2 separate regions of the Mus musculus genome follow, and region 1 is linked to region 2. The links are chromatin contacts, called in public Hi-C maps. All regions are on one chromosome and are shown on one strand. The core of a region is the stretch at or near the end of the contact, and the rest is flanking DNA. Distances in the headings are between cores, read along the strand shown. Region 1 overlaps Zcwpw2 (zinc finger, CW type with PWWP domain 2). Region 2 has its middle 120 kb from the start of Gm39451.

Region 1 (6,258 bases), core at 2,202-4,701, 520 kb after region 2:
TCTATAAGTTTCAGTGTCTCTGGTTTTATGTGGAGTTTCTTGATCCACTTAGATTTGACCTTAGTACAAGGAGATAGAAATGGATCAGTTCGCATTCTTCTACATGATAACCGCCAGTTGTGCCAGCACTATATGTTGAAAATGCTGTCTTTTTTCCACTGGATGGTTTTTGCTCCCTTGTCAAAGATCAAGTGGCCATAGGTGTGTGGGTTCATCTCAGAGTCTTCAATTCTGTTCCATTGGTCTACTTGTCTGTCGTTATACCAGTACCATGCAGTTTTTATCACAATTGCTCTGTAGTACAGCTTTAGATCAGGCATGGTGATTCCACCAGAGGTTCTTTTATCCTTGAGAACAGTTTTTGCTATCCTAGGTTTTTTGTTGTTTCGGATGAATTTGCAAATTGCCCTTTCTACTTCGTTGAAGAATTGAGTTGGAATTTTGATGGGGATTGCATTGAATCTGTAGATTGCTTTTGGCAAGATAGCCATTTTTACAATGTTGATCCTGCCAATCCATGAGCATGGGAGATCTTTCCATCTTCTGAGATCTTCTTTAATTTCTTTCTTCAGAGACTTGAAGTTTTTGTCATACAGATCTTTCACTTCCTTAATTAGAGTACACCAAGTTATTTTGTATTGTTTGTGACTATCGAGAAGGGTGTTGTTTCCCTAATTTCTTTCTCAGCCTGTTTATCCTTTGTGTATAGAAAGGCCATTGACTTATTTGAGTTAATTTTATATCCAGCTACTTCATTGAAGCTGTTCATCAGGCTTAGGAGTTCTCTGGTGGAATTTTTAGGGTCACTTATATATACTATCATATCATCTGCAAATAGTGATATTTTGACTTCTTCTTTTCTAATTTGTATCCCCTTGATCTTCTTTTGTTGTTTAATTGCTCTGGCTAGGACTTCAACTACAATGTTGAATAGGTAGAGAGAGAGTGGACAGCCTTGTCTAGTCCCTGATTTTATTGGGATTTCTTCCAGCTTCTCACAATTTACTTTGATGTTGGCTACTGGTTTGCTGTAGATTGCTTTTATCATGTTTAGGTATGGGCCTTGAATTCCTGATCTTTCCAGGACTTTTATCAGGAATGTTGTTGGATTTTGTCAAATGCTTACTCAGCATCTAACGAGATGATCATGTGGTTTTTGTCTTTGAGTTTGTTTATATAGTGGATTACATTGATGGATTTCCATATACTAAACCATCCCTGCATCCCTGGAATGAAACCTACTTGGTCAGGATGGATGATTGTTTTGATGTGTTCATGGATTCGGTTAGTGAGAATTTTATTGAGTATTTTTGCATCGATATTCATAAGGGAAATTGGTCTGAAATTCTCTACCTTTGTTGGGTCTTTCTGTGGTTTAGGTATAAGAGTAATTGTAGTTTCATAGAATGAATTGGTTAGAGTACCTTCTGCTTCTATTTTGTGGAATAGTTTGTGCAGAACTGGAATTAGATCTTCTTTGACGGTCTCATAGAACTCTGCACTAAACCCATCTATCTGGTCCTGGGCTTTTTTTTTTTTTTTTTTTTTTTTTTTTGGTTGGAAGACTATTAATGACTGCTTCTATTTTTTTAGAGGATATAGGACTATTTAGATCATTAACCTGATCCTGATTTAACTTTAGTACCTGGTATCTGAATAGAAAGTTGTCCATTTCATCCAGGTTTTCGAGTTTTGTTGAGTGCAGCCTTTTGTAGAAGGATCTGATTGTGTTTTGGATTTCCTCAGGATCTGTTGTTATGTCTCCCTTTTCATTTCTGATTTTGTTACTTAAGATGCTGTCTCTATGCCCTCTAGTGAGTTTGGCTAAGGGTTTATCTATCTTGTTGATTTTCTCAAAGAACCAGCTCCTCCTTTGGTTGATTCTTTGAATAGTTCTTGTTTCCACTTGGTTGATTTCACCCCTGAGTTTTATTATTTTCTGGCATCTACTCCTCTTGGGTGAATTTGCTTCCTTTTTTTCTAGAGCTTTTAGGTGTGTTGTCAAGCTGCTAGTGTGTGATCTCTCTAGTTTCTTTTTGGAGGCGCTCAGAGCTATGAGTTTCCCTATTAGAAATGCTTTCATTTTGTCCAATAAGTTTGCGTATGTTGTGGCTTCATTTTCATTAAACTCTAAAAAGTCTTTAATTTCTTTCTTTATTCCTTCCTTGACCAAGGTATCATTGAGAAGAGTGTTGTTCAGTTTCCACGTGAATGTCAGCTTTCTATTATTTATGTTGTTATTGAAGATCAGCCTTAGTCCATGGTGATCTGATAGGATGCATGGGACAATTTCAATATTTTTGTATCTGTTGAGCCTGTTTTGTGACCAATTATACGGTCAGTTTTGGAGAAGGTATCGTGAGGTGCTGAAAAGAAGGTATATCCTTTTGTTTTAGGATAAAATATCCTGTAGATATCTGTTAAATCCATTTGTTTCATAACTTCTGGTAGTTTCACTGTGACCCTGTTTAGTTTCTGTTTCCACAATCTGTCCATTGATGAAAGTGTGGTTTTGAAGTCTCCCACTATTATTGTGTGAGGTGCAATGTGTGCTTTGAGCTTTACTAAAATTTCTTTAATGAATGTGGCTGCCCTTTCATTTGGAGCATAGATATTCAGAATTGAGAGTTCCTTTTGGAAGATTTTACCTTTGATGAGTATGAAGTGTTCCTCCTTGTCTTTTTTGATAAATTTGGGTTTGAAGTTAGATAGTTCTATTAGATATTAGAATGGCTACTCCAGCTTGTTTCTTCAGATCATTTGCTTGAATGATTGTTTTCTAGCCTTTTATTCTGAGGTAGTGTCTGTCTTTGTCCCTGAGATGGGTTTCTTGTAAGCAGCAAAATGTTGGGTCCTGTTTGTGTAGCCAGTCTGTTAGTCTATCTCTTTTTATTGGGGAATTGAGTCCATTGACATTAAGAGATATTAAGGAAAAGTAATTGTTGCTTCCTAAAAGGGAACTTAAAAAACAATTCCTCTGACAGAGCTATAAAAGGACATGCTATAGAGATTTAACCTAAAAGAAAAACCAAAATAAGTGGAGATAAACAAGTTATTAAGCATTATGTACATCTACATGAACTCCAGATTCTGCGGGCTCAGGCCAGACAGAACCTCAGTCATCGTGGAGAGGGGACGTGGGTAGGAAGGCCCACTTCCACCTGAAGGGCTATTGGCAATGAGTAGAAAGTCACACCTCCAAGTGTCATGAACAGTGTCAACTTGATTGGCAGACTGCATTTCTTTGAGATGGATGAGGACTGAAATGATCGTTTTCTCTATTTTGGATGCTATTTTTTAAAGTGTGCAATTCTATTGTTTCTGATACATACACTACACATCAATTATCAATATGCTAGCCAGGTCAATTTTCAGCAGAGTCTGGTATTCCCATGACCTCTGGACAGCATCAGAGCCCAGAGCCTGGCAATGTGACTCACAAATGCCTTGCTGCCTCCTGCTCTCTGCAGTTGTTCTAAAGCTCTGTGGATTTCTTTGGTTGAGGGTCTTACCAGAGAGAATGACTAGAGTGTGCCTTCAAGCAGTGAACAGAGGCACAGAGGGAATTTTCTCTAAAAATAGAAGCTGGCTCCCAGTGCCACCTTGAACAAAAGCCATGAATGGTTTCCTATTAGCACCTCCAACTGTGGCTAAGGATGAGACTGGCTTCAAGCTTCAAGGGGCTCCATGAGTCGGCATTTTACCCAGAGACCTTAAAGGCTTGCTATTTAAATTTTCTAAAAGGCCTGCTCAGGAACTGAACACAAAAATTCAGGGTGGCTTGTCATTCACATTTCATTCATATCTGTAAAACACTTAAGAACAGTAAGAGTTAATTCCAACAAGGCACTGGGGAGGAAAGAAGCTGGGTTTGTGGTACAGCTGCGCAGCTGACAAAGGAGCCAGGAATCTGATTATCTGACCTCTGGCTGGAGGTTCTGTGAAAATCCAAGTCAGCTGCAAACATTTCCTGTTTCTGTGCAGTTTTTACTAAAGCCATTGGTCATTTCAGCAAGGGAGATGCTGGGAGATGGGGGATGTTGGCAGGGGACCCTGTTTCTAGGGAGACTTCTGAAATATTTAAAATAAATTGTTAAGAGCCGATGTTGAGAGAACATTTAATGGCTATATCACAGCATTATTTTTTTTTTACAAAGAAATGAATGTTCAGAATGTTACTGTGTGTTTCACCATTTTTCTACTATTATCCTCAACATTAAGAATACTCAGTGACTCCTTACCCTGTGGGAATTCTCAGCATCCAGTCTTGTAAGCCTAAACCCCAGAATAATACATAAGAACTGTTTTCTGACAGGATAGACAGAATCTCCCCCCAATTACACAATAAAAGACATAGTCTTAATCATTTTGTGCACCAACCCGTAAAAAATCCAGAGAGGACTCCCTGCACACAGATTCATGGGAGAAAAGGCAGGCCATCATTCCCTGTGGTCTGGGTGGGTGTGTTCTCCAGTGTACACTGGAGTAGCAATTTCTGATGTGTACCTTATATGGGAAAATTTTTTGAAACATTTGAGGACATTAAACATATAAACAAAAAGATAAATAGTCCCTCAAAGTCATCAGTAGATTATACAGAAGCCGAATGTTTATACACCAGAGTATATTACAAACATGAATTCTGTAATAAGTCAGTTCTATTAATTCTCACTGACATTGAACAGCAGCAGTTGCTGCAATTGAGCAGAGAAAGATCATCTAATATCTAGGGACATATCTGCAATCTATGAAACATAAAGTCATTACTCAAATTTCTATTTTACGTTATGCTAATAACCATTATTGATTTTGGTTTTGATGAAACTGAGGAAGGGGTGGTGAATAGTATCCCCAACAGACAAATTAAAAAATATTTTTCTACCTTCAGCTAATTCAAGCCACAGATGCAAAACCCATAAATATACAAGGTAAATTTTATTATTAACTCAAATTTCAAGTGAATTAATCTCAACTAAATCTTTAGATGAGTATTATGCACAGAAAAACAAAAGTAAAAAGGAAGTTATTCTTAGAACTTGAAGGTGATTTTGAAAAAGAAAATTTTCATTAGTAATAAGGACTAGAACAGTTTCTAAAGACAGGATCCAGGATAGCCCTGACTGGCCTGGAACTCTCCATGTAGCCAAGGATAACCTTGAACTCCTGACCCTCCTGCCCTAACTCCTGAGGCTGGGACTACAGGTATGTGCCACCTTGCCCAGATTAGTTTTTCTCTTTGTTTGCTTTTGTCATTTGTTTTTTTACTAATAATGTTTAAATTTTATAAGATTTATCACTAGAAACTTACTCATCAGTAGAAACATCACACACTAAAGTTAAGCAGACCCACATCTATACAGCCTGAGGACCGGCGTGGGAACAGAAGCCGCAGAGCCGCACGTGAAATCTCACACTTTCAGAATCAGCTCAAGTTCAGGTGCTTATGCGTGTTTTCACGGTGGTTGTTTTAGAAGTTATTTTGGTGGAACAGTGTGTTTGTTATGATATTTCACTCATATTTATAATAAGTAGCCTTTCCCTAAATCTAACAATGCTGCCCTCCTAGGGGACAATGGTAAACGTAAATGACACTTGGTAAGAGTTGATGTCTTTACAACTTCTTAGTCAACATAAGAGAAGAGAGTGAAATCACTAACTCTGCCCACATTCTGCAGTGACACTGCTGTGCTGCCTCCCATACTCTGCAAACCCCCAGTGTGCATTCAGGCCGGGCCCTGGACCCTTACAGACGATTGCTGTGTCTCCTGTGGCCATGAACTCCTTCCTGAGGAGAAGTAGCAGCCTTCACATGTAAAGCCCATGAGCAAAAGGATGGAATTTAAAAATCAAAAACAAACAAGTAAACAAGCAAACAAACAAAGCAGGGTGTGGCATCAGATCCCTATAAAGAATGACAAGCAGGGGTTCCTGGCCAATGAGCCTGGGGCCAACCTGGGCTACCTAGCAAGACTTTGCCTCAAAACCAAAACCAAAACATGAACGATGACCAAAAAAATCAAACTTTTGTCTTAAACGAACCCCTCCCTCCCCACACACCCATGTATACACACATGTGTGTGCGCACACACCAAAGTGATGTTCATCTCATGGGCAGTCTCTAGACCCGTGCAGAACAGCCCTTTCTGTGCGTGTTTCACACACTTGACCATCTCTGGTCTCTTCCTCAAGCCCAGCCAGGAGCCCAGGCCAACGCACACAGGCTCCTCTATTTAATACAGTTGGTGTTCCTATGTCACT
Region 2 (7,023 bases), core at 3,812-6,311:
CTTGTGAGTAAACTGGAGGATGTCTGTGTAAAAGTCCACTGTGAACCGACCACTGAAATGTGGCTATCTCCCATCAGACCTGATTTTATTTAGAATAAAAGCATCATTTCCCTTCCACATGAGAGCTCCATGACAGGTTTTCCTGTCACTGTTCCTAAGACCTCCTTCCCAGCCTTGGATATATTGAGAGATGGACCTGGAGAACGTAGCTTACCACTCACTGCCACAGATTGAAACACACTGGACTGGTGCGAAAAATGCCACACAAATCTCCCTAACGAACAAACACAAACACTCATGAGTCTGACTCAAGCATAGGTTTCTTCAATGAGAGACGTTAAGTTTGCTGGAGTCTATTTCTTCTAACGCATCCCTTCCAGCTTTGAATTTCGCGTCTGCTAATTTCCCTGACTTCTGAGGAGCAAAGTCAATGTGCTGTTTCAGCGCCCTTCCTCTTCTTTCTGGGTAAACTCAGCCTGATGGCCAACTTGACATTGCAGCCTAAAGGACAACAACTGTTTCTGAGAAGGCAGTAAATGCTCAACAAAAACCGCTGTGGCTCTCTAAAGAACTTGCTGCCCTGGTCAGACACGAAGATGGCAACAAGCAGCTCTCACTCCTAACTTTCCAAAGCAGTGATTTCAAAGCTTCCAAATCCATATAATAGCACAAGATGCTCCATCAAAAAAATCTAGGGCAAAGCTCCACCCACTCTGGGGATCACTAGGAAGCTAAGGGTTGCTAGAGAAGGGAGTCTTCCCCCCTCCCCCATTGGTGTAGCAGCTGGTCAGGTGTCCATGATCTGATAAGTCACCCGAATAAAACTCACTGGTTTATAGGGACATGTGCATGGAGACCAGTTGGAAAGTAGATCAACAGTTGTGCGGAGTACTGGGGTGATAATAGAAGATGAATATGATCAAAATGTGTGGCAGACATGTATGGAAATATCACAGGAAATCTATTGTTTTATATGATGAATATGTGCTAATAAAAACTTTAAAAGGAACAAAATCCCCAAATATCTAGGAAACTAACTAGCCGATAGTTAATTTTTTTCAATAGGCCTGTAATTCCATCAGCAGGGTATAACACTTGGTCAGGTGGAAAACTTGCATTTCAATGCAAACTGTTGGGCAAGGTCATTTCCTGACACGATCTGTCCTTCCAATATGGTTTAACAAAAGGCTGTATAGAACCAGGCTTGGGGCTCATGCCTACAATTCTGTGACTTAGTAGGCTGAGGCAGAAGAATTATAAGTAAGAGGCAAGCCTAGGCTACATAGTGAGACCCTGGATTTAAACAAACAAACAAAACTCCTGACAACTATTAAACGTTGGGTGGGGAAGAATGAAGGCACCTGTTACCAAGCCTGGCAACTCAAGCTCAGTCCTAGGACACAGAGTACAGAGAGAACAGGCTACTGCAGGCAAGGTGTCATTTGATCTCCACATGAGTGCTACAGCATGTACACACATGCATACACGACACACAGACACACACACACACACTCACACACACACTAAATAAAATGATAAAAATTATCCTATTCGTAAACAGCTCTTAGTGAATAAGGGAGATGTAAAAAATACTTTTCCAGAAATATGGCATCAATTAGGAGGAGTAAAACCATGTTTTCAAATGCCTGGCAAGTGGAAACAACCTGAAGAGATGGGCAGCTTCCAGCCTTACTGTTTGGAGGAAACATCTAGAGGGGACCCAGCCACTTCTACTCACTCTGGAGTCAGTTCCAATGAAAGAAGAAAGCACAAAAGCCACTTGCATTTTGTGCGCCAGCCTTAGCCAATGTGAACCATGCTGTGTTCGAACCCCAGACGCAGATTCCCTTTTTGAGTCGATGAAGCTGCTGCCAGGCTCAATTTTTCTTGGAGACAGAAAATGTTTCTTCACCCTCATAAGAAAGATGGCTTTTTACAGGGCATTGCTTATGATAAATATGGATAATGTGGAAAATATTACCCATTTAATTATTTCTATAACTTCTTAACTAAATTTATTACAGATTATGAAAAATCCATATACATAGCTGTTTTTTGTCTGCCTAATATATAGTTACTATTTCTCTTCCTCAAATACATATAAATGGATGCATACACACAAGAATAAACAAACATGCATTTAAAAAAGCTTTTGCTTCTCATCACCTTGGGATAAAAAAAATGCTTTGTGATGGTTAATCTTGTCAACGTGGTTGGATTAGCTCTGTCTAGGAGATGAGCTGAAATGTGCATGTATATCTTTGAGAATCATTCTAAGGATGCTTATGTGTCATGAAGGCACTCGACCATTCAGTGTCAGTCCAGAGGAAGATTCACAATGTAAATGACCATGGATGACGGAAGAGCTCATGAGGCTCAGCCCTAACTGAGAAGCTGCTTGCAGACTGCAGCTGCTGGGAGAGGGGAAGCCATCTTCCATGGAGGCGTGGCCCCTGGTGTGCTCCAGGGGTCAGGTCTATATCTACACATATCTAGGCAACACTAATTGAACTTAGTGGGTTATTAGAAATAACTGAAGAAGGCAAGAAGTCAGAAGGGTGATTGCCTTAGGAGAATGGGGTTGAGGTAGGAGAGCAAAGGGGGGGGGTGGCTATTACCATAATGTATTGTATTCATGTATGAAATTCTCAATGAATAAGCAAAAGTGATATTAAAAACTGAATAAATTTTTGAGAGATGGTAAAGTTTAGAATATAACGTTGGTGCAAAGGGCCAGTGTGCTTCCTCTCACCTGCCAATTCCCTCTGCTGTTGGCACCTGAAGCCAAGAGGTGAGAAGGTGCAGAGACAAGAGCGGAGTTCACCAGGAGATTAGAATCATCAGCTGATAAATAAAGTAATGGGACAAATAGCTTGAAACCGAAAGATTAGGCCCATTGGTGCTAATATTAACTGTCAACCTAACAGGATTTAGAACCACCTAGAAGACAAAACTCTGAGCATGTCTGTGATAGGGGTTGACTGAGGTAGGAAGACCCATCCTAAAATGTAGGTGGCACCCTTCTACACAGAAGGAGAAAGCCAAATGAACATTGTGTTTACCTCTCTCTGCTCCCTGCCTATGAGAGCAATGGGTCCAGGTGCCTCACCCTTTCCTGCCCTGACTTCTCCAGCATGGACTGCTCTTTCCCAGCATGAGGCAAAATAAGCCCTGCCTTCCTTAAGCTCCAGTCGCCAGATGCTTTGTCGGATCAGTGAGAAAAGTTAGTAATGGAAGGCCCAGAAGAAAACTCAACAACTAACTAAAAGTGACAGGCATTGGGTCTGAGGCTGGCTTAAGGGAGAAAATGAGAGCCCCAGAGAACTCGAATCCAATCAAGGCCATCCTTGAAACATCCGGGTATCCATATTAGCTTGGTTATCTGAATGAAACCTTTTATACAGAGTGCAGACACTTAGCCCTGGAGAGCCCATAGTAACCGATGGATGTCCACGAAGAAGCAATGTTCATGATAAAGCTATCCTACCCTTTCTGCAGATGTGAATCGGGAACCAATTTCAGGCCTGAGGATGTCAGGACACATTTACCACTTAAATTAAAACTGACTCGATGCCATGTTTGGAAAGGACAATGATTACAGGGCAGCCAACTTCAGTCCACAATAGTTATATGAACATCAGCTTAAATGAACATTATAGAATGTAGGTTGTACTATCCCATGGGCTGGGGTCCCTAACTGCATAAAAAGGGGAAAGCAAACAATGTACCATCATGCTGCTGACTGTCGAAGCAGGGTGAGCAGTTGCCTTGAGTGCCTGAACTCCCTCACAGTAAATACAATCATCTTCTCACTGACTGGGGACCCAACCTTTACATTCGCTCACCAGATTCACCAGATGAGGAAGGGAAGATGGTGCTCCCTGAGCATTCTGAATCTACAAAGCACACCGTTAGGATGACCCTCCGTGAATCCTCTCAAGAAATACCTCTAGCAGACATTCCGCCTAGAGAACTATTTTTAAAGGAGACATGGTGTCTTAGTCAGGGTTTTCCTGATGTGAACAGATACCGTGACCAAGGCAAGTCTTATAAGGACAACATTTCATTGGAGCAGGCTTACAGGTTCAGATATTCAGTCCATTCTCATCAAGGCAGGAACATGGCAGCATACAGGCAAGCATGGTACAGGAGGAGTTGAGAGTTCTATATCTTCATCTGAAGACTGCTAGTGGAAGACTGGCTTCCAGGGAGCTAGGATGAGGGTCTTAAAGCCCAAGCCCAAAGTGACACACCTACTCCAACAGGGCCACACCTTCTAATAGTGTCACTCCCTGGGCTAAGCACATATAGACAGTCATAGATGGAGCCTTAGAGAATGAAGGTAACTGCCCAAGAATGTGAACTCAGTAAATGGCTGAATTGTAAGTGACACCAGTGGACTGGCCTTCAAGTCCCAGTCCTTCACCACTCAGACACAGCATCTCATGAACGTTCTCCAAGTTTGACATTTAGATCTTACTCTAGGTCAGCGGTAGTATGCCTCACAATAAAGGATTGCACACATACTCACAAACTAAATGCCTGGAATCAAATCAACAATATAGAGCTAACACCTCAGAGAACAGCATAAAGTCTCTGAGGTAGGCATGAGTCATTTCACGGGTCTCAGGAATTCAGTGCACATCTCAAAATCTGCAGGAAGGTGGCAGCTGGCGACTGGGAAGGTTTCTGATGATGCTAACTTGGCTTGATTTGGTGGGAGGGGAAAACCCACACAGCAGACACAAAGGAACTCCAGATGGATTCCAATGCAGGCAGCAAGGAGGCAGATTGGTGGCCAGCAAAAATGAAGTTCAAAAGGGAGAAATTGTGTGTGTGTGTGTGTGTGTGTGTGTGTGTGTGTGTGTGTGTGTGTGTGTGTGTGAAAATCATGTAGTTGGCTTGCAGGTGCAGTGGCTTAGGCTTTCTTATGTTTCATCTGACTGGTAGTCACGGCATCTCCCTGTCACTGTCTTTTGTCAAAGAACAGCGAGTGCAGGAGAATAAACATCATAGGAGAAGAGCTTCCCCCTTGTAACTCAAGTTTGTCAACAGCTGGGCTCTACACTGACCAAATGTTGTATGGAGGAAATAGTTCAGAGCATTTCTGGGTTTGCTTTGATGGTGTTCTTCACCGTGAAAAACCAATTTTCAGAAAGCAAACAGGGTGCTTGGCAGAACGTGAAAGGAAGAAAAACCTGATGCTGTGCTAAAGAATTACATTTGCTCCCGCTCTCGTGCCCTGGAACCAGGACAGAAGCACTCTTGGATGTCAGCAAATAATCTTTTCAATTAGGAAGAGCAATATGTAGACCAGGATTCCTACTCCCTCCCACTGGTCTCTTTCTTCAGCTTAAATATCAATTTCTGATAAGATAAAGATCATAGAAGTAGAGCACAGGGTATGTTCATACAATTAACTTGAATATGGTGATAAAATATTTGAAATTATTGCCAATTAAAGATACAATCAAGCACTGTTTTCATATGAGCAGGAACTGAGGGGTTGTGTAAGACAGGTCTGGCTTCTGTTTAGGTCATTTTGTGAAGCAAGAACTGGGGACCAAGGAAGTAATGGCCAGTAAACAAAATATACAAAAAGGAGAATTTTCTTCTGTAATAGGTATAATCAGGTCATGACATTCAATGTCACTGGAGGTCACAGACTCAGATACTGTGGCTGGAGTTTTAAAAGAACTTGAATAATTTTAAGGTCGACAGAAATATTAGACCCAAGTGGTCAAGCTCAGTGCCAAGATGGGCACACATGACCTTAGAAATCTGGAAAGAGTTTGTGAGGCTTTTACATGCTCCACTTCAACCTATAAACATGACGAGCTTTGAGTGGTGCCAGCCCAGCACTGTCCACCCACCATATTTAACAATTTTTAAGGCAGACTGCATCAACTTAATCAGAGATATGACGCAGCCTGTTTGTATGCACATGGACATATGTGTGTGCACATGTGTTTATATGTGCATGCATGTATACATGCATGTGTATGTGTGTGTGTGTGCATTCTTGTGTGCAAATGAGCATGTGCTTTTGCTATGTCATGCATGTGGAGGTCAAAGAACAGTCTCGGGTGTTTGTCCTCACATTCTAAGATAGGATCTTTCATGGTTCCCTGTGGTATACACTGGGCTAGCTGCTCTGAGAGCATCCAGGGACTCTATCTCTGCCTCTCATCACACTGTAGTACTGGAGTTATAGATAGGTGCTTCCCTCTTGTATCCGGCTATGTGGGTTAGAACTCAGACCTTCCCACTCTTATGGAAAATATTTTACCCAGTATTTACCCATATCCCCCAGAGCAAGAATATATGTCTTTTGAGAGCCCATCTTTTTGAGATTTATATTTCAGCTGAGGAATCTCTGGGAAAATAAATATCATTACTCCCTTGGCTTTGGTGGATATGAAGAGGTTAAGTTTGCCTATGCTGCCCATCCAGTTGTAGCACTACCAAACATTCGAAGACTAACATGCACTGCTTCTTGTGAAGTCCGAGGGCCCAGAGATGGGCCCTAACTTGGAGGTGCAGTTACTGCATCTCTGTGGGTTCTGCATGTTTGGGGGAAGTGCCAGCTGAGACCACCGGGCTCTTTTCCATGGAACATCACTTCCTGCAAGGACTAGCTTAATTTGTTATATCTTATAACAGTGGCAATCTCCAGAAGAGGAAACACAGTGAGCATTGCACCTGAGACCCAGATCTAATGCTCCACCAACCTTTCTAAGCCAAGGAAACTTCAGAGCCAGCCCAGAGTGTAAAGGGGGTAGAGAGACTTCACATCCTGGGAAAGAGCCACAAGGCAGGGGTAGAGTGAGGGGAAAAGGGTGACTGTAAACTTACGTGGTCTACTTTATGCCACTAACAAAAACAACGATGAAGATCATTCAGTTGGAAGTTGAGTCCAAGAACCTGCAACATGCCAGTTTCTGAATTTCTCCAGGTAATAGTGTGGGGTCCAGGGTCCAGAAAAGAGAGCCAGGAAGTGAGATTCTGATTCACTGACATAAT

The links. A called contact is a pair of places that touch in the nucleus more often than the background predicts.
Region 1: a contact with region 2 is called in a Hi-C map of the N1E-115 cell line, with 3 times the contacts expected there. The contact joins two enhancer-like sites. A contact is called at or near these places in 2 of 484 Hi-C or Micro-C datasets (the N1E-115 cell line and cerebral cortex).

Annotation. Positions count from the first base shown.
Region 1 is chr9:117,952,935-117,959,192 of GRCm38.p6, forward strand. The region is part of intron 5 of Zcwpw2 (zinc finger, CW type with PWWP domain 2); the gene reads right to left. Among named protein-coding and RNA genes, the nearest start is that of Azi2, 84 kb to the right of the region's middle. Within about 2 kb of position 3,452, at least 35 of the 459 cell types and tissues checked have an H3K27ac peak or open chromatin away from gene starts, as enhancers often do. A contact at or near this core is called in the N1E-115 cell line, where this site is marked.
Region 2 is chr9:117,431,365-117,438,387 of GRCm38.p6, forward strand. It overlaps a transcript of Rbms3 not described here. Among named protein-coding and RNA genes, the nearest start is that of Gm39451, 120 kb to the left of the region's middle. Within about 2 kb of position 5,062, at least 4 of the 459 cell types and tissues checked have an H3K27ac peak or open chromatin away from gene starts, as enhancers often do. A contact at or near this core is called in the N1E-115 cell line, where this site is marked.